Regions from separate parts of the Mus musculus genome. Here all the other regions are linked to region 2. A link is a contact called in public ChIA-PET, Hi-C, HiChIP or PLAC-seq and Micro-C data. All regions are on one chromosome and are shown on one strand. Each heading gives the region's core, a stretch centred on a gene start, on an enhancer-like site or on the middle of the called end of the contact. The rest is flanking DNA. Distances are from core to core; before and after follow the strand shown.

Region 1 (2,700 bases), core at 158-2,657, 340 kb before region 2:
ACCTCTAACTCACAGAGATATGCCTGCCTCTGCCTCTGTACTGGAATCAAAGCAGGCTTTATGTTACATATTTTACCACAAAATATTTAAAGCAAATTGCAGAATATCCTGTTATATATTTCAAGTTGAAAATGTGGAAACCCATCTTATGTATTAGCAAAGTCACCAAGCTGTACCTGGAAATACAGGCTCCTAACATGAGGTTCCGTTGGGCTCTGGGTCTAGGATGTAGGCAGGATGAGACTTGAGAGGCTGCACAGGGCCATCCTATGCCAGAGGACAGAAAGGTCTTTTCCTTGTTTTCTCTGTATCTGGTTTATTTCGTTAACAATGCCCCAGATGCTCATCTCATGGAAGAAGTGTCTGCAGCTTCCTACCCACAGCAGCAAAAAATCAGAGGCATTCCTCAACAGTTCAATACGATTTCTAGTTAAAGAAGTCACAAGTTCCAACCAGACCCAGCCACTGGCGGGGCTCCAGAATCAGTCTACATTAACTTACGACCACTAATGAAGAATAATTAACAGCTTCAAGGGAGCCTGGCACACCCTGTGTTTAGAAGTGGTTAATTATGCATTGTCTGCACAACACCCTTTTCATACTCTTTAAGTTTTGGGTCGCAGTTTTAAACAAGGAAATATGGCATCAGGCGAAAAGCCAAGTGGCTGTGCTCAAAGCCTCTGTGAGGAGAGCCCCTGGGGCTGCATAGCCACTTGCTAAACCTCACCAGATACAGAGCCTCTGGCACTTTTGCGCACTTTTCCAGAGTCCCCAAACTGCTGCTAAAGGGGGGTGGGTAGCAGACCTGGTCACCTTAGAGAGTGCCCAGTAGAGCATCAGAGAATGAGAAAGAGACTTCCTGAAGCTCCTGGCCAAACAGGAGCTGACTGCATCCAAAGTTCCTGTCCATGTCCATGATATACCATCATGGTTGTGGGGAGCAGTGGATGGAAAAAGGACAAGCCCCTGCTATGGGCATGGTGCTCACCACAGTGGATAGCCACCAGCACTTGGTGAGCAGCACAGTAGCTTCTCTGGCCCTGTTTACCTTATGACTATACTCTTAATTAGCCTTGTAACTACAGCCAAAGTATATCCCCCTGTGTCTCAGTTTTTTAACCTAGAAAGTGGGATGTGCTCACCTCTCTCTGCTCAGGTCAGTGCCTTCAATGGAGAGTCACAGGCAGCAGGTGTCAGAGCCTCAGCAATTATATCACTATCCTGCCTTTCTTTGTAGCCAACTCCCCAATGCTTCCTCCTCACCTTTGGATAGTCTAAATAAACAAGTACTGTCCACTGCCGGCAACCAAATCCAGTGTCTACCCCCAGGCATCATTCAGACATCATCACCAACAGTAAGCCTTCCCAGCTCCTCCTGGAGGCCTCCTTCATGCTGCAGAGTCTTGTAGCTGTCCATTCCTGCCTCAGCTTTCAGGCTTGTTAGTGGGTCTCCCTTGGCAGGCTGGGAGCCCTGAAGGAAAGGGCATATGCTCTGAAGAAGAACCTGCCACGTGGATAGGTGGGAGGGGCTGCTGTTGGCTTGGTCTTTTACTCTTGGACCATGTGGCCCTTAGTGCAAACCTGAGTTCGACATAGCCAAGGTCCTTAGTGGGCTCTCCAGTGATTACAGCACAACATCCAGCCTTGATGACGTCATGTGGCTTTTCTCATGTCCTGAAGACCCTCAGTTCTTTCAAAGTCCTTAGGTTTGACCTGTGTTTTGCTAGCAAAGCCCTTCAGACATGCCCCCCCCCCCCCCCCTGTAAGAGTTCACTTCTGGAAGGTCCACTCAGACACAGACACTCTGTTCTGCCAAGGCTCTGATCACATGCCTTCTACAGCTGACAGAATCTGCTCCTCTTCTTCTCATGGTCTGAAGCTATAGATAACTGAAAAAGTCTGTCTCAGAACAGAGAGACCTGAGTTTTAATCCCCAGGCCACACGGACACAGCTCTGTGTTTGTGTCTCACTTATCTCAGCTTCACGAAGGGCTGTACTGTTTTTTTTTTTTTGGGGGTGGGGGTGGGGGTGGGGCTGAGATTAACAACAGTATAATGCTCCACCCTCATTCTAAGACTCAAGCACAGGTGTTCCTGGGCACACAGGGCATTCGGTTCTGGAGGGACACACATAACCTAAGAGACAAAAGTCTCTCCAGCTGTATGTACTGTGTGTGCTGAGACCCTGATGCAAGCACCTACAGCTCATGTGGCTGGAGTAATCAGATGCAGGACGGGCCTCACTGCTTGGCACTCCCCCAAGTATGGAGACTTCCTTTCTATAGTGGCTGTGGGACCCTCAGCATCCTCTTCCAAGAAAGCCCTCTAGGAGTGGAAAGCAAAGCTTCCACACTTTCCCAGAACTGCATGCATACTAATGGCCATGAACTTCACAGAGTGTGAGATCAGGAAAAAGTAATTCCCCCCAGAGTGGATGAAATAGTTTGTTTCTTGAAGTTTGTAATTACAACCATTCAGATGTCCCTGCCATGACCACATGGCACTCTACTGCAGGACACAGCACGAATAACTTGAGCAGAGTGTACATGGAGACCACACACACACATACACACACACACCCCATTTAAATACTTTATATATACTTTCCAAAGATATAAAGACTCATAACCCCCCACACACATACTCATAGACATTCTCATACATTTATCCACTCATACACACACACACACACACACACAC
Region 2 (2,700 bases), core at 190-2,689:
GGAGTGAGCATGTATCCCTCCAGAGTATTAACAGCTGACCTCCTCACTCAAAACAAAGCCCCAGAGAAGAATAAACACTTCCCCTTGGGTAAAGCATTTACTCCAAACTGCAATGGAAAGACTCTGCCTCTTCATACTCCAGAGGCCAACCTAAAGACACTCCAGACTGACCTCAAAGCGGCACTACTGCCTCAGCCTCCCTAGTGAAGTAATTATAGAGGTACAGTGCCACCCCCTATGAGGCAGACTTTTAAAACAAATTAAATTTGAGAACTACATATAGCAGAATGTGGCTCTGAGCTCTGGGCATCATATAGAACATTAACACACACACACCTAGCTAGTTAAGCCTTAGCCTAGATCAGTGGTTCTCAACCTTCCTAATGCTGTAAGCCTTTACTACAATTCCTCTGTTGTTGAACTGTACTAAAACCATAAAATTATTTTGTTGTTACTTCATAACTGTAATGTTGCTACTGTTGGAATCATAATGTGAATATCTGACAGGAGGCCCCAAACTGGGTTTTAACCCACAGGTTGAGAACCAATGACCTAAACACATTCTTAAGGAGGCTGGCAGCAAAATGTAGCCTGAGAGAAGGAAGGGACTATGTCGCACTAGTGAGGGTGTGGGTCAAGGGTGTGACCTGATCACACCCTACTCAGCCTGCACCCAGCAACGAGAAGTTCTCCCTTCATCTGCCTAGCCAAAGGCTGGACCGCAACACCCTGCTGGAAGCCAGGTCATCAAGGCAGACCCTACTCCACCAGCATCTAATTCCTTTGCCTCCCACTTCTGAGCTGGAAAATGGTCCTTTCATCCAAGATTTAATGACTCTCCCTAAGTGGCTTAACGGGTGTGGTGTGTCTCCCACAGACTCCTTGCCCAGGTCTCTACAGACACTCTTCTCACACCAGTCAGGCGCCAGGGGTGAGTCCCACCTCCCCCGTCTCCCACAGACTCCAGAGCGTGGCTGCTCAAGCTGGAGCTCCTCAGGGCCCTGACAGCTGGGGACCGAGGCCACGTGCGGCGCTGCCCTCCATGGCCCGCGATCACAGCCTCCTCTTCCCGCGCAGCCCAGACGCGAGTGGCCCAGGCGCCATGCGCAGAGAGAGAGCGCGCGCGCCGCGGGGTCACGCGGGGCCGGCTGGAGCGAGCACGCCACGCACCTGCGGCCCAAGCCCCCTCCCGCGCGCACCTGCCGCCTCCCGCCGGGCCCGCGCGCCTCACCAGCGGTAGCAGCCCTCAGAAGCTTCCAGAGTGAAGTTCACGCGCGTGGCCCGCGTGAAGGGCAGCAGCACCTTGGGAATGTTAAGCTTGGCGGCCGCGGCGGGACCCACTACCTGCAGCAACAGCAGCGCCCAGAGCGCCGGCTGCACTAGTGAGGCCCGCGCCATCCTCCCGGCCTCGCTAGCGCCCGGGCGCGCGCTCCCGCGCCCTCCACCGGCGCGCGCTGGGTAGCAGGTGGCCGCGTGGGGCGGGGCGAGCGCAGTGATGGGCGGGACCGGCGGGAAAGCGGAGAGCACGCGCCTGGTGCTGAGCCCCTAGAGCGCGCCGAATCCTGCGAGCTTTTTCAGCCCCGGAGCCCGTAGCGCGTGGCCTAAGGCCTCTGCCGCGCGCCCGTCTCTGGTGGCAGCCTTCCAGCAGGCTCGCTCTTGTTCATTCCGCCTTGTCTGGAGCCTCTGGCGGTGGAGCCAGGACATAGCACTAAGACAGGCGCCCTAGGACAGTGTGGAGCGCTCACTGATTAACACCCCCCCCCCCGCCCCCTTTCCAAAGCCACACTTCCCCAGGGGCCAAGAAGGTCTTGAGATATTCCGGGATCAATCCATCAGCAGGACAACACTGGGAACTTCCTGTTAAACAGCCCCATGGATGCTCCAAGGGAAATATCCGAAAGGTTAGTGAGGGAACAACACGTCCCTGAAAGTAGACGGTGCAACCTGACTTCAGCTGCACTAGGACCTGGATCGACCAGCGGGATCTGGAAGAAAAGTGACAGGCTGATGTCATGCATAAACAAAGACTTGAAGCTGAATTTCAGGCCGGCTGGGGAAGCCTCCTGGAGGAGAAACTCTCTGGAATGGATACTAAGGTCTCGCTGGGTTTCTGAGAGGCCACCATTCCTAGTCTATGTAGTTTTTGTTTGTCAGTTTGACACCAACTAGTGTCTTCTGGGGAGAGCAGCCTTAATTGGGAAAATACCCCCATCAGATTGGCCTGTAGACCTGTTTATGGAGCATTTTCTTAACTGATGATTGATGAGGGAGGGCCCAGATCACTGTGGGCTGTGCCACCTCTGTAAAGGAGGTTCTGAAGTGTTAAGAGAGCAAGCTGAGCAAACCATACGGAACAAGCCAGTAAGTTGTCTTCCTCCGTGGCGCTGGCTTCAGGTCCTGCCCTGGTTGAGTGCCTGGCTTCCCTCAATGATCCAGTGTGGCTGGGATAAGGAAGCCGAATAAACCCTTTCCTTCCTAACTCGCTTTTGCCTTGGGACATTTGGATACAAGGAGGGACATTTGGAGGGCACCCTCAGGCCCTAAGGACCCTGGACCAGGAATGGGGGTGAGAGGAGCTACCCAGAAGAGGACAAGTCTTCCAGGCTGGGTACCACGTGCTACAGGAGGAGGGAAAGTTCCACCATCCTCTTCCAGGAAATAAAAGAAAAGCAACGCTCCTCCAGGGTGTCTGTGCAAACT
Region 3 (2,700 bases), core at 63-2,562, 510 kb before region 2:
TGTCACAGGGCTTTCTGGGTCAGCCTTTAATCAAAGGGTTTGTGATGGAGGGATCAGGGGCTGAGGTCCAGGGTTCTCTTCAAGACTGTGACACCAGTTATTGCTTTTCCCTGTTCTAGTCAGACCTAAGATTCTGCTACCCCCCACCTGCCCACAGTGCCTCAGTCTGGGAATCAAACTCGTTAAACCTTTATGAAACCTTCAAAAGTATGGGCTAAAATAAACCCTTTTCTTTGTATAAGTTGATTTTGTTACAATAAATGAAAGCATATCAACATGGAGTTCAAGGTTCATGGATGGCTATTCCTGGTGACGCCTCCCTCCTACTGTCTTTCTATGTCTCACCTGCATGCACACAGGGAGAATGAGCTGGCAGGGTCTCTTCCTGAGAGGACTCCAGTCGCATTGTGACTGCACCCTGTGACTTCACTTGTTCATTGCTACCTCTTACATAAGCTGGATTGACAAATGCAATCACTTTGGGAGCTTGGAATTCAGCACTATATTTTGACAATGTAAGCCATCCAGTCTGTAAATTCTCCTAACATGTGGAACACTGTCATCTGTTTTTGTTTTGTTTTTCATTTGCTGGGGACAGAATCCAGGAACTGGGCTTGCATCTCCCCGGGCCTTGCCCTGTCATACTTTTTTTGTGTTGTATTCTTCAAAACTACTGTCTTACAGGTCTTGCACATCCGGTTTCTGCAGGTGCAGTTGGCAGCTTAGAATCCAGCCAGGGCTCAGGATTCTTGAATCAGCCAAGAGCCATAAGTGGGGGCACGGGATAGATTGTAGGAGCTGGTGTCCACTGAGGCTCACCACTGCTGGCTGAGTCTTCCAAGGCTGTATCTTGATAAGAGTGAGAGGATCACACATGTTGAAGGACAGAAGAACTTTCATGACACATACACAAGTGTTCAAAGGTGAAATATTCAGAAATGTCAGATTGAAAACTGAACAGGCAAATGTGTATCCTAAGGGAAGCTGGCCCTTGCAGTGTGCTACTGGAGGCTACTCCGTCGCCCAGCCCCGCCCCCGCCCGTGGCCCCGCCCGTGACCCCGCCCTACTCATGGTCCTGTTCCGGGGTCTAGCTTCTTCTTTCTTGGCCCCACCCCAAGCGGCACCGCCTCTGAGGCGTGTCATTGGGTCCTTCGGCACCCAGGGAGCATCCCTGCACACCCCACTGCTCGATCAGAGAGCTGTCCTGACTAAAAGGCTTTAAAAATTGGGTTTTTCAAGCGCCACCTCTGTGGATTGGCCCCGCCCACAACACTCGCCCAGCAACCCTCCCCTCCTGTGGCCCCGCCCCTCTGTCTGGACGCCTAGGCAGGGCGGGGCTGGCCCGCCTGCTGCCCTTCTCGCTTCCTCCCGCCGCAGGCCTCCACAGTGTCCAGCGCGCGCCTGGCCGCCTCGCTTTCGCCGCCGGCCGGGAGAGGACCGGTAAGCGCGGGCAGGAGCTGGACTGGGAGCCGGGGAAGCCAAGGGAAAGCGGAGCGTCAATGGCCCTCGGGATGGGGCGTGGGGCACAGGATCTGTCTTAGGCACACTGGGCGGGTCAGTTTGTGGCATCCTCGCTCCAAAGGTCTGCAGGGACCCGCCCCGCTGATCTCTCTCCCTCTGCCTGTGATGAACCCCAGAGCGCCTGACTCTAGGGGTTATGGTTAACTCCTTCAGCACCCCGAGATCATCCTTGACCACCCTAAGGCAGGCTCAGCGAGCTGTCCCTGCGCTCCAGGTTGTCAAGCTAGAGGTTGTTCAGACTTGAGAAGATCCCTCAGTCTACCAGATCCTTTCTATAAATCTTTTAAAACTCAGGTTTTCAAACTGCTTCTTCGCCACGGAGACCACTTAGAGACGCAGCCATTCCAACCTGACCCAGATATCTAGATGAGCTTGCTCTGCTTCCTGACGCTGGCTGGCCTCATGCTGGTACTATGGTAGCTTAAGAACCACGACTGTAAAGTAGTACAGAAGAGCCTGGAGTCAGGCCAAGTGCCCTGTAAGGAAAATATACTATAGAAGGGTATAGTGATCTCCCCTTATTGCAGGGAGTTACAAACATGTTCCCAAAGAGTGTCTGAATCCTGGAATGATATCCAGACATATAGATTGTTTTCCTAATATACATACCTATGGTAGAGCTTAACTTGTGAACTAGACACAGTAAAAGATGAACACCCCTAAGGTAGGGCAGGTGTAATCATATACTGTGATACAATTGTCACCATCACTATACTTGTGCCATTATTAAGTAGACTAAGCGTTGCTTGGCCAACAGCTCAGCCACCCTAACAACTGTTGAGAGGGTGACTAGCTGATGGGCAGCATCTGCAGCATAGATCCCTATGCCGAGGAGTGCTGCATGTTCTAGGAGGGACAGTGTAGTGTTAACTGAATCGGTCCACCATGCTGCTCAGAACTGAGCACAAAACCTACAAATTCTTTATTTCTAGAAATGTTCTCTTAATATTTTTGGTAGTAAGCAAAACCTCTGAAGGTACCCTAGGATAAAGGGTCTTACAGCGCTCCGTTCATACTCTGAGGTGGATGGTATTTTGCTCTCCCAAGGTCACACATCTGCGAAGAGGAGAAACTGGGATTCGAACCCTGAGTTTGGGTTCCCGTACATTCCCACCGGAATGTTCTATAAAGTCAAGAAGATAAAGTGCAGATGTGCTCTCCTTATTCTACATAGTGGG
Region 4 (2,700 bases), core at 101-2,600, 380 kb before region 2:
ACTAGTAACTGCTTCTGCCTCCTGAGCTTGCCATGATGGGCTGTGCTTCCATGGTGCCAAGCAACCACGGACTGAAATCTCTACAACTATAAGCCAAAACAAGATAGTGGTTACAGTACTGGAGGGCTGGCCTGTGTGCTAATATTAAGTATTTGTACCTTTGGAGGTAAGGGGGGCGGGCACCGAAGATCTGCTGGTCCCTGAATATACTACCTCTGACAAGGATGAGCCAGGGAAGGCACAGAAACACCCTGGAAAGGGCAAGGAGAGCTGGGAACAGAAAAGAGGAAGACTGGCCTTCCACTGAAACATTCTACTTACACCTGTGTGTGTGTGTGTATGTATATATGTATGTACACACATATATGTATAAGTATATATCTCACTATATATCTGCATTACTGTTTTGTTTTGCTTGTTATCCTCTGTGTAGCCCTGGCTGTTCTCAAACTCAGAGATCTGCCTGCCTATGCCTCCCAAGTACTGGGATTAAAGGCATGCACTACTACACCTGACTTGGATATATTCCTGCTGTTTGTTTGTTTGTTTGTTTGTTTGTTTTTAATCTGTTTGCAAATGATAAAATTCTGGGGCTGGAAAGACAACTCAGTGCTCTTGAAGAGGATATGGGGTCAATTCATAGCACCCACATAGGGGCTCACAACCGTCCTAACTCCAGTCCAAGAAGATCCATGAGTGCCAGGCATACACACAGTGCACATATATACATGTAAGCAAACACTGATACACATAAAATCAATGTAAAAATTTACAAGGAAAATAGCAATTTCTGATGTTGGGAGGTACGGTGCCTAGGCCTGCTGTGACACAGGCTTAGGATGACTGCCTGTGACCTCAGTATGGAGGGTGCCCCTTCTGAACCCTATAGTTTCCTCTACCAAGTGAGCAGGAAGCATAAGACAAATGCCCACCTCACATTGCCAGTCAGAACCTTCTCAGCAGAGGAGCTAACTGGGTGTTGAAAGAGCCCCTGAGGAGATGAGAACAGCAGAGCTAAGGGTCAAGGGACCCAAGTGATTTTTGAGATCCCCCCAGCTCCCTCAGGGACACTCCTATCTGTTTTTCCCATGTCCATATCCTGCCTGGAAATACTTATTTCATGTTTCCTGTCTGGGGTTACCCTGGCAACAGCTCTGTCATCTGTCTGGGTTGGAGGTCAGTCCTGTGGCATGGGACAGATGACCAATCTGTAGATACCATGTGGGTCTGAGATGATTGGGGCAGAGCCTCATGTTGGGCAATCAAACCTACTCACCCAGAGAATGACCTAGCCTGGATCCTCTCTTGCTCTGCTCCTTCTATGTACAGAGGAAGTAGGGGAACGGATGAGAGAAAAACCGCAAGAAACAAAATAGTGTAACTCACAACAGTGCAGATGCTAGCAGCACAGGAAGTGTGTGTAGCAGAAGCCATCCCATCCCTCATCTCCCGCCCCCTCCCTCTCACCTTTCCATCATCAGCAAGCATGTCTGTGCCTTCTTCCTGTAGTTAAAACAAGGCACTCTGCAACCAGTCATGGCCTGTACTTTCCAGCCCCAGTCTACCCTTTTAGCTCCTTCTTCTAGCCAGTATTGTCCCGTATGTAGAGCAATTTTCAAAAATCGACTCTATCCTATCCCACTCCTGCTCAGAACTCCTCTATAGCTCCCTGTGCTCTTGAGATAAAGAGGTTCCTCACCCAGCCCCATCTCCAGCAGCTTTTCGACAGTCAGGCTAAACTTAATGGCTTTGAGCACACACTGCTATGCCATGCCACCATGTGTTTGACCTTTGTAGTCTTCTGCTTTATTCCATATGCAAAGAAGTCTTCAGATCAACAATAGAAACTACGATTCAAAAAGTTTTCAAGTCCAGTTCACATAAGTAGCTCAGAGAACAAAAATGCAAATAACCTATAAACATACAACCACACATACAACTTCACCAATAAAGGCAGAGACTGCACAATGGTGACATACTGTTAGCTTCTGGAACATGCACACAACTTCCTAAATGTTTGTTAGCTGTGTCCAAACCCATTAGATCCATTTCCAAAGGTATCATCTCCTCTACACATCATTTTCTGGGCCCCTACTGTGCCCAGTACTTCTAGGACACAGATTTGGGCAGAAGGTCTGCAGATGATAGCTACCAATAACAGGAGCTAGGCAGCCACACTGACTAGCTGAGGGTCTGCACATATGATAAAGGGCTCTGGGGCTAGGAAAGCACCCTATTCATCCTGCACAAACCCTGCAAACCTAGCCTTAGAGAGGGCAGCAGTGAAGTTGGGGCAAGGGTGCAGGGCTTGCGGCTGCAGCAGGAGTCAGGCCAAGGGGCTGCTATGCTGGGGAGAGGAGGCGCTGCTGAGGTAGGGCGAGAAGCAGCACCTGGATGGAGGGCAAGGGGGCAGACATGGCCATGTGCTTGCAGCACGCAGGACTTTCTGTTACTTGGTACCTACACGCTGTCCTCACAGAGCTCCTAGATGGTGTCCCCACATACACCCACAGAGGACAGTAGCAGGTCAGGGGCTTTCCTAACTAGGTTCTTTTTTTTTAAATCACTCTTTGGCCTCTCTGTTAATTTGGAGCACAGTGCATACCATGGTGTGGGACACTTCCCTTCCCTAGTCTGAACCTCTACCTTCCAGCTAGCTCTCTGCCATGGGATTTTCAAATGTAAGAATGTGGTCTGTGA
Region 5 (2,700 bases), core at 200-2,699, 410 kb before region 2:
GCCATCCCCCTAGCTGCTGACATCACTTCCAATCTAGGGTGGTGGTAGGGGTGGCTAAGGGAGACCCTCTCACATCTCCCCCTCTAGGATTTAGGGGTGGCTAAGGGAGTCCCTCTTTCATCTCCCCCTCTAGGATTGAAGCTAAGCCCTGAGCCCTAGGCCTCAAGTGCCAGAACAGACAGGACCAGAATCACCAGTGCGGCCCAAAGCTCCATCCAACACAGGTCACCCACTGAACCCAAGGCCCCAAAGCTCTATCTACTAAATCTGCCTCAGGGCTGGGATTTAGACCTCAAGGTCTGCAGTGCTCAGTATCTCTGGCTTTCGGATTCTGCCTCATAGAGCATGCAGGCCATGCCTCCCTCTCCACCCTAGATGAATGGCAAGTCATCTTGCTGGGTACACCTTCCAATCCATAGGCAAGGCAATTCCTCTCATCTCTGTGTGCTTTTTAGCAGCTATTAACAGCACTATAAGCACAAGAGCCTGTGGACCATCATCACTTCCTTCTGGTCTGACCTATTCTCGCTCAACCCTGTCAAATGCTCAACAGTTCTTGGCCCCGTCACTGCGATGTCTGCATCCCTCTCTCTTTTAAAACTAGTTTTCTCTGTGGCGAGGAAGTGAAATTAACTACTCCTGTCCAGCAAGACATTGTCCCTGAATAAGCAACACGGTCCTGTCCTAGTATTGGGGAGCCACACCAGCCTGGATGTCAGTGCCACCACCTGTCAGCACTAGTTTCTGTGCACCTCTACACACTGGCATGTGAACTGGTGTCTTCTGTCCTCAAGGCTACCCCACAGCCACCTGCCATCGTCTACATTTTATAAATGGGGAAACTGAGGTACAAGATGTGATTAAGTCACAGAGACACCAGAGAGCATAGCTGAGGCTATAGGGCACAGGTGGGTGGTCTAATAATATAACAAGTCTGCTCCCAACCAATAGGCTGAGCATCCTCATCTACAGGTGACCACAAGGATCTTCACAGAAACGGAAACAGAAAGCCAAAGGGGGAAATCAACAGCCAGGGAGGGCTAGGCCTTTCTAGGTGGCCTCCTCTTGAGGGAGAGGTGGCCCTTCAAAGCCTATTAATAAACACACAAACAACAATAACAAAACCCATTAGAATAAATGACCATTATAAGCACTGCCTTGTAAAGGCTTAGTGGGACCATGAGCTCTGGTCCACATGTTCTGCCTGTATCTGAGTGCCCACACCACCCAGCTTCCAGTCAAAAGAGAAACAGAAGTACCAGGTACTTCTTTTAAAGAGGGTCCCTGGAAGAATGGATTCAGGTTGCGGACAGAATCCAACCCAGCCTGGGCAGCAGGCAATTTGGGGAAACCCTTTCTGTTTGTGTGCACGAGAGGCTGCTCCCAGCTGGGGCCTCTTCCAAATATTCCAGTTTATTAACCATCCTCCTCCCCTCCCGGGGATTAAGTTCACCGCCCACAGCCATCTGTCCTTTCATGTCAGAAGCCACGGCTTTCCTCGCCATGTGGAAGCCGGCATCGGTCCCTCAGTCAATCGGGATAGTCAGCTTTTGTCCCTGGCATCCCCGACCATACATAGCTAGAGCTGGGGCTGCATACAAGATTAAAGTTTTGTTTTTGTTTTTTAAAGAACAAAGTGCTACCCACATACCCCTAGTAGACTCCAGAGAAGTGATTCTTGTGGTCTGTGGGGGGAAAGAGACTCCAGGAGAGCCCGACACACTGTCACTGACCAGAGTACAGGCTGGGGCACTTGGGAAGATTTTGGAAATCTAGAAACCAGGCGATACCAGATCTATTTACACTAGTGCCATTTTGCCAGACATGAGTTACCCCAGAGGAAATAGATTCTGGCTGTGGAGCACACAGGCCCTGAAGCCAGGCAGTCAGGGTGCAAATCCCAGCTCAGCCCTCCCTGGCTGGCGATTCTGTATGGCTTCCTCCTTATATCTGAAATAAGGGATAGAAGCCTGTACTCCTAATTGAAAACAACACACACACACACACACACACACACACACACCACCATCACCACCACTGCTGCTATGCACAGCTATGTGGCTATTACTGGGCTGACCTTTGAACAGAAAGGAAAAGGAAATCCAGTGAGGCTTTGTCCGCAGAGGCCCATGAAAGCTCTACAGAGTGCCTTCAGTTCAAACTGAGCTGTCACTGTGTCGAGAGACCTTGCACCAAGATTATAAAATGTGAAGGAAGCCACTTCCATGATGAGCAGAGAAGCTGTGGCCACGTTCAAATGGCACAGACAAACTCTAAGCAAGTGGCCTCAGAGAGTGTTCCCATGCAGGGTCCCCAAACCAGCCTTCAACTTAGAAGAAGAGAAGATGGTAGGGACCATTTTAATCCAGCAGTCTTGCTGTGGAAGGGAAAAGCTGGACAGTGACTGTCGAAACCACTCACTGGGCTTCTGTGGGCGGAGCGGCTCACCCCACCCCACCCCCACTCACAGTTGTAGTCTCATTTCATGGGTGGGACAATCAAGGCTCAGGGAGGGGAGGCAACATACCCAATACTGCTCAACCAAAAGGGCTAAAGTGACATACTGAGTAACCATGGTTCCTCAGTTAATGTCATGGGAATGAAAGAACACAAACAGGCAAGCCTGTGGCTAAGTCCATCTTGGGTCAACCTCTTCCAGGTTGGGAGAGCATGCCATCCCTGTTCACACCTGTATTCCTG
Region 6 (2,702 bases), core at 182-2,681, 460 kb before region 2:
ATTACAACTCACTTGGGAGCTTCAAAAAATACAAATCCACAACTTCACTCTTGTCCCTGCAAAGCCCTTTGTGATGTTACCAGCTGCCTCCCCTAAGGTATTCCATCTGTCACCAGTTCCACAGATGACCAGAATAACTCGGGTCATTAGTGAAGGCCCTAAGTGTATCCTGACAGTGGTAAATAGAAGTGTAGACACTCAGTGCCTCAATGCCATAGCTGAATAACAGGCAACAAGGGACATCAGTAAAAAAAAAAAAAAAAAAAAAAAAAAAGCCTATGCTTTCCAAGCTAGTTCTGCTGTGTGACTTGCAGGCCCAGGCACATCCTATGAAGACAGGTCCCTGTCTGTAAAACAACACAGGATCACAAGCTCTCATTATCCTGATCCGATAACATATTGAATTAGGAACTCAGAGAAAGACTGAGTATGCTTAGAAGCCTGGTCCCTAGAACTCACCCACTATCCTCGGCTTGTCTCTAGGACACATGAAAGATAACATGGGAGGAGCCCAGAGCCCTGGCTAGCCAGGAGAATACAGGACACTGTGGAGAGAGGGAGGCCCCACTCCACCCTACCAGATAAACTGGGCCTTCCTTTGAGTTTGTTCCTAAGTGTCCCTTTAAAAAGAGTGAGAGTGTACCTAACAGCCATGTCTTTTTCAGAACAATCTCAAGTTCATGGTTGACTTACCACTAGCTCAGAGAGAGTGAAAAAAAAAAAAGCCGGCATATTTAATGTTACCACTCCAACTATTTGCCAACAGTAACACTGGTGTATTTTGTAAATGTACAATACAGAGAGCACAGCCCCACACGACTGGTGCCAGGTCACATGCAGCACAGTCCCCCTTCCTTGTCAGACAGTGTTCTTTAACTGAGGACAGACAGTACGTGGAGCATAAGCAAGGAACTCGGGGCACTGTGAAGCGGGCAGCTCCTCGCCAGCTGGCCCCAGTCAGATACACTATGGTGATCAGTTCTCTTTCTGCGTAGATGACAAGAGAAAGATGAGCCATGCTGACAGAGGATGGGGCGGGCGGGTCCAGCCACCGTGAGACAGAAGGCTGACCTCCATGTTGCAGGATTTGCTCTCTGCACAGATACAAAGTGCTCAGTTTGCAGATCTGCTGGTACGTGACCTCGACGATGGTGACACGAAGGGGAGGGAAATGGGTGACCCAAGCAGGCCAGCAGAGTGGTGATGGGCCAGAAGGCTCCTGATCTCTCTTGTGGTTGGGCAGGCCCCGGTGGCTCACAAGGTCCTAGACGCAGCCCACGGTCAGGCGGCAACTCCTTCCAATCTGAAAGGGCCTCCGCGCAGGCAGAGGCCACAGGCAGTCCTCGGGTCCTAGGCTTAGGAGCACAGCACTGGAGGCTGTGGTGGCTGGAAGGGCTGAAACTGTAAAGTACAGCCCGTGGGTGACTCAGGCACAGGAACATGGGCAGCACGTGGCCCCAGGGGAGTGCATGGTGTCACACATGGAAGCGACAAGAACACAGCTGGGGCATGTGAGGCCTGGCAGCTCACTGGACCATGAGAGGCAGTGGGGGCTTCACCTGGCCAGGGCCAAGCACTCATTGGCCAGGTGCAATGATGACACAGGGGTCACGAGCACATGGCTGCATGGAATTACAGTGATTGCTGTTGCCACTCAGAACACAACACGGGACACACACACCGCCCTGGGCCGCCCAGCGCTCACGCCACCCGCCTGCTGGGGCTGGGAACTGGATGAGGAAGTTATGGAAGATGAGTGGTCGTTGTGTTGGGGTGGAACCCCTCTGCCACGTGGGCCCTGGGAGGACTGTGGGGGAGGGGGAGCGTGGCTCACCATGTACAGAGGGAAGGAATGTAGAGCGTGGGAGATCAAAGTTATGGCAGCCAGTATAAAGTGTCTAGGGATCTGTGGGGCTGAGGTCCTGAGACAGCCAGCTCTAGACTGGTTGCCCCAAGTACTAGGGTAGAGTTGACTGCACTTTGCCTAGTTGCTTACTGGAGATAACAGCAGTTATAATACTGGTTACTTAGAATAGTACTCTGTTAATAAAATAGGGGGCTATACAGAGCAGAGTGGGGTATTAGACAGTCAGGTGCTGTGTTACTTGGCACAGTGAGTCATGAGCGTGTAAGGTTTCAGCCAGGCTAGAGAGTCTCTTTGTATGAAAATATGGAAGGATCTGGGTTTGTTCTAGCAGGGTTTTTTGGTCTACTCACACATGTATCTAGATTGACTTCCTGCCACCTAAGTGGCAGTCCTTAGGAGGTCCCTAGTGCTAGCTTTGTGGATGAAATGCTTATCTTTCACACACAAACACTACCTATACAGTATGTATATATATATATTTATATATTTATATATTTATATTATATAAAGTTTACTTACGTATTTCATCACCCTTATCAGGTCTACTTATTATTATATTATTATTTTGCCCACTGCCAATAACAAAACAATAACACAGCCAGTCTGGGGGTTGGTTCTGCTTTGTCTGACTTTTCTATCTTATGTTTTCTTTGCTAGGATGAGTTTTCAGATGTGTGTAGAGTGAGGGGCTGAGGGCTGACAGGGTGAGAGGCAGTTCCACTTCTCCTTGGTCAGCGCCATGTCAAGGCCAGTGGTGGCTGAGGTCCAGCCTTGGGCCAAGGGAGGACTGGGTGCCAGGGCTAAGCCAGAGAGGGAGCTCTGCTCCATGGAAGGC
Region 7 (2,700 bases), core at 197-2,696, 320 kb after region 2:
CCTATAAACCAAATCTGCATGTGAGGATGGATGGGGTGGGGGGCTCCTGTCATGCATAGGGAGAGGACCTTTGAGTCTACTGCAAACTCACGGGAGGTACCAGGAGTCTCACCAGATAGGAGAGGCACCACTACCATAAAACAGACCTCAATTGACTTAAACTAGGGATCAGTCTTAGAGAATAGATATGAGGGACAGGATACTAGAATCAGACTGAGAGAATGGTTGGGTGTGTGCCCTGGGGAGTTAGGTCTGTGTGTTTGTGCTGTTTTGCCATTCATCCAATGATGGACACCCACACTGAGTCCATGACTTAACAAGTGCTGTACAGGAGTTTATATTCCTTCAGGCGTGGCACAGTCCTGGGCAAGTTATGAAAGGAGTCAGATTAAATCTCTAGATGTTTTCAGGAGAGGCTGCCAGCCCTAACAGCTGCCACACATCCCTCCATATACACCCCCACCACAGATGATGGCTTCTGTGTAGTCCAATGAGAAAATTTTCTTCTTAGGGTACTTTTTAAAACATTTTTGAGACCTGTATAATTAGTCCATTTGTGTCATGAGAAAACTTCGTTTCAGCTGTTTGTTTTTTCAATAAGATGACTTTCCTTAACAGGCAAAAAAGCAGTACTCATCTTTATTATTGATTTGAGATAGTATATATATATTCAGGAAAGTTGTCTTAATTTCACATTAATTACATACATTGCTTTCCTCCTTTATCTTTATACATAAAATAGGCTGTTGATATATCTTGAAGAATTTTAAAGGATATTAAATGTTTGATTAAAAAAAAAAAAGGAGTTCGTGCTGAATACCTGTTCTCTCAGCGAACACTCACTCAATCACAAAGCAAATGTCAGTGTTTCTTCTGGAAAAAATCTTATCCAAAGTTTACAATCAAAATTACAAATGGATGGGATTAGCTCTTAAACATACTAAAAGATGTATCATAGATGTAAAACCAACTGTTTTACAGTTTTCGAGCTCACTCTCATGTGGTTCCACATACTCTGGTTCCAGGAGTTAGTGCTACGGGGCCTGCTCACTCACCCCACAAAAAAATGAGCGATAAGACTGAGGGCGGGAGGTCATTATGAGCTGGTCGCCCGGGAGGGCGAGTTTGGACCGTGCAGTACCTTGCTAGCTGAACAGGACAGGGTTAATGTCTAGAATATACAAAGACTCAAAAAATGAATACCTAGAAGTCAAGTGATGGGCTACGGATATGAGAATACAGTTCTCAAGAGTGTTCAAACGGCCAGTTCCACCCGAATATGAACCGACAGCTAGAATGCCAAGGTAGCTGCACGGGACCTTCCTGCTAGACTGAAGCGCTAGCAATGGAGAAGCTGGGCGGAGCCTCCAGTGCAGTAGCGGCGACGGCGCGGTTACATGACGTCATCCTGAGGCGCTGGCCAGTAGCGTCATCAGTTTGAGCCGCTTTCCTTGCCTTGGTCCCTGAGAACCGTCTTCCGACCCTTCCTCCTTCGGTGCTGACTGCTCCCGCGGCTCTTTACGCTGAGATGTTTCACTGACTTCTGCCTGAGATCTGGAAAAGGAACACTGCCCAATAGATGAACATGTGTGAAAAATAACTTCCAAGGAACATCATGGTACTAAGTATCAAATGGAAAGGGAAAGCGAGCAGGCATATTTCTGCCATGGCAGAAACAGCTCTCATAGGCTTCAGAAATAGCCTCCTCCCCGCCGCACCCCACCCCCACCCCCGAGTTCGTCTTCCTCCTGATGCGGGAGGCTTGACTCCAGGTGTTGTTTAGTTTCCTTATCAGTAGCACGTGATGGGGTTCACATATCCACTGCCAGGTCTAGTGGTTGCTGCTTGTTACTAATCCCGAGGCTATCCTCAGATCCCTCATCTCTTCCGCTTTCTTACAGTGCGCAGGGACTGTGCTAAACAGAAAACTGTCAGTCACTGCGGGAATGTGCCTCCCTGATCGCCGCGATCGCCCGCTGCCGCAGCTGTTTCTCCTTCACACGCATAGGCTCCCTGTCTTGCATGGGAGGGAGCAGACCCAGGGGACACCAGACCAACTTGAGTTCACATGGGTTGACTATCCACACCTCTCTCCTCTGTCTTTGGTATCCCGTGAAGTGTGCTGTGTCTCCTCTACCCTGTGATTCCTGTTCATCTCAGGAAGCAGCTGAAAGGGTCAGGAAGGTCCTGGGACATTAAACTACTGTTTGGATGATGTTTGTCTACACTCATTTTCTGGGGAATGATGCGGCTGCCAGACCACGTTAGTGGTCAACTGTCAGGAGTCACATGTGTCCTGAGTCCCTGTGGCCTGAGGGCTCCAGCTATCCCTTCAGTTCTTGGCACAGAGATGTGCTCATGACTGCTGAGCAAGGACAGCTCACAAATCTGTCAGGTTCGAGAGCTCTTCTGCTTGACCCCCTCACTACAGAGGAGGCATCTGGGACCTCACTGCCTCTGGATGTACATCCACTATCCCTCTTCCCAAAATCCCCACAATCACACCTGGACTCATGCTTCAGGTTTCTGTCCAAGGGCTCCAGCTCCCTTATGGCTGGTCCTGTGATGAGGCAAACCATCGTGGTGGCTGGTGAGCAGAGTGACTTGTCTTAAGGTGGACAGAAAGCAGAGAGAAGGAAGGGACCATGATCAAAACATACCCATACAAGTCACTTACTTTAACAAGTAGGCCTACTTTTA

The links. Hi-C and Micro-C count contacts between places; a contact is called where the count stands out from the background. ChIA-PET counts read pairs in DNA pulled down with a chosen protein or histone mark. HiChIP or PLAC-seq counts read pairs in DNA pulled down with a chosen protein or histone mark.
Region 1: a contact with region 2 is called in an H3K4me3 HiChIP or PLAC-seq map of the SCID.adh cell line, with 16 read pairs. The contact joins the enhancer-like site here to the promoter of Nup210 in region 2. A contact is called at or near these places in 1 of 39 promoter capture datasets (embryonic stem cells), 9 of 115 datasets of contacts at active chromatin or transcription factors (the SCID.adh cell line, bone marrow-derived dendritic cells, embryonic forebrain and 4 more) and 1 of 9 other capture datasets (adipose tissue).
Region 3: a Micro-C map of the G1E-ER4 cell line shows a contact between it and region 2. The contact joins the promoter of Slc41a3 here to the promoter of Nup210 in region 2. A contact is called at or near these places in 2 of 39 promoter capture datasets (embryonic stem cells and liver), 1 of 484 Hi-C or Micro-C datasets (the G1E-ER4 cell line) and 2 of 115 datasets of contacts at active chromatin or transcription factors (embryonic stem cells and pancreatic cancer cells).
Region 4: a contact with region 2 is called in a Hi-C map of natural killer cells, with 5 times the contacts expected there. The contact joins the enhancer-like site here to the promoter of Nup210 in region 2. A contact is called at or near these places in 1 of 39 promoter capture datasets (embryonic stem cells), 2 of 15 datasets of contacts at CTCF or cohesin (both in embryonic stem cells), 14 of 484 Hi-C or Micro-C datasets (CD4 T cells, CD8 T cells, the G1E-ER4 cell line and 8 more), 18 of 115 datasets of contacts at active chromatin or transcription factors (astrocytes, differentiating embryonic stem cells, effector CD8 T cells and 6 more) and 2 of 9 other capture datasets (embryonic stem cells and liver).
Region 5: a contact with region 2 is called in an H3K4me3 HiChIP or PLAC-seq map of stem cell-derived neural progenitor cells, with 16 read pairs. The contact joins the enhancer-like site here to the promoter of Nup210 in region 2. A contact is called at or near these places in 2 of 484 Hi-C or Micro-C datasets (embryonic stem cells and muscle stem cells), 7 of 115 datasets of contacts at active chromatin or transcription factors (astrocytes, embryonic stem cells, memory CD8 T cells and 2 more) and 1 of 9 other capture datasets (adipose tissue).
Region 6: a contact with region 2 is called in an H3K27ac HiChIP or PLAC-seq map of embryonic stem cells, with 3 times the contacts expected there. The contact joins the enhancer-like site here to the promoter of Nup210 in region 2. A contact is called at or near these places in 1 of 39 promoter capture datasets (neural stem cells), 1 of 484 Hi-C or Micro-C datasets (embryonic stem cells), 5 of 115 datasets of contacts at active chromatin or transcription factors (the 230-238 cell line, embryonic stem cells, fetal liver and 1 more) and 1 of 9 other capture datasets (embryonic stem cells).
Region 7: an RNA polymerase II ChIA-PET map of memory CD8 T cells shows a contact between it and region 2, with 27 read pairs. The contact joins the promoter of 1810044D09Rik here to the promoter of Nup210 in region 2. A contact is called at or near these places in 3 of 115 datasets of contacts at active chromatin or transcription factors (effector CD8 T cells, embryonic stem cells and memory CD8 T cells) and 1 of 9 other capture datasets (adipose tissue).

What each region holds. Positions count from the first base shown.
Region 1 is chr6:90,778,469-90,781,168 of GRCm38.p6, forward strand. The region is part of intron 1 of Iqsec1 (IQ motif and Sec7 domain 1); the gene reads right to left. Among named protein-coding and RNA genes, the nearest start is that of Iqsec1, 30 kb to the right of the region's middle. RefSeq lists an enhancer at 2,027-2,700. Within about 2 kb of position 1,408, at least 3 of the 459 cell types and tissues checked have an H3K27ac peak or open chromatin away from gene starts, as enhancers often do. A contact at or near this core is called in the SCID.adh cell line, where this site is marked.
Region 2 is chr6:91,115,387-91,118,086 of GRCm38.p6, forward strand. It overlaps Nup210 (nucleoporin 210), which reads right to left and starts at 1,440. Exons shown (of 40, transcript NM_018815.2): 1 at 1,232-1,440. The coding sequence starts at 1,398. It overlaps Gm30364 (a long non-coding RNA gene), which reads left to right and starts at 1,835. Exons shown (of 4, transcript XR_003956467.1): 1 at 1,835-2,700.
Region 3 is chr6:90,603,568-90,606,267 of GRCm38.p6, forward strand. It overlaps Slc41a3 (solute carrier family 41, member 3), which reads left to right and starts at 1,313. Exons shown (of 11, transcript NM_027868.2): 1 at 1,313-1,441.
Region 4 is chr6:90,739,566-90,742,265 of GRCm38.p6, forward strand. All of the region lies in intron 1 of Iqsec1 (IQ motif and Sec7 domain 1), which reads right to left. Among named protein-coding and RNA genes, the nearest start is that of Iqsec1, 69 kb to the right of the region's middle. Within about 2 kb of position 1,351, at least 108 of the 459 cell types and tissues checked have an H3K27ac peak or open chromatin away from gene starts, as enhancers often do. A contact at or near this core is called in CD8 T cells, effector CD8 T cells, memory CD8 T cells and 4 more, where this site is marked.
Region 5 is chr6:90,710,227-90,712,926 of GRCm38.p6, forward strand. The region is part of intron 1 of Iqsec1 (IQ motif and Sec7 domain 1); the gene reads right to left. Among named protein-coding and RNA genes, the nearest start is that of Iqsec1, 99 kb to the right of the region's middle. Within about 2 kb of position 1,450, at least 50 of the 459 cell types and tissues checked have an H3K27ac peak or open chromatin away from gene starts, as enhancers often do. A contact at or near this core is called in muscle stem cells and stem cell-derived neural progenitor cells, where this site is marked.
Region 6 is chr6:90,659,625-90,662,326 of GRCm38.p6, forward strand. It overlaps Iqsec1 (IQ motif and Sec7 domain 1), which reads right to left. Exons shown (of 14, transcript NM_001134384.1): 14 at 1-2,702. Among named protein-coding and RNA genes, the nearest start is that of Slc41a3, 56 kb to the left of the region's middle. Within about 2 kb of position 1,432, at least 28 of the 459 cell types and tissues checked have an H3K27ac peak or open chromatin away from gene starts, as enhancers often do. A contact at or near this core is called in embryonic stem cells, where this site is marked.
Region 7 is chr6:91,439,541-91,442,240 of GRCm38.p6, forward strand. 1810044D09Rik (RIKEN cDNA 1810044D09 gene) reads left to right here and starts at 1,447. Exons shown (of 2, transcript NR_038153.1): 1 at 1,447-1,618; 2 at 1,902-2,215. 4930471M09Rik (RIKEN cDNA 4930471M09 gene) reads right to left here and starts at 1,314. Exons shown (of 3, transcript NR_045980.1): 1 at 821-1,314.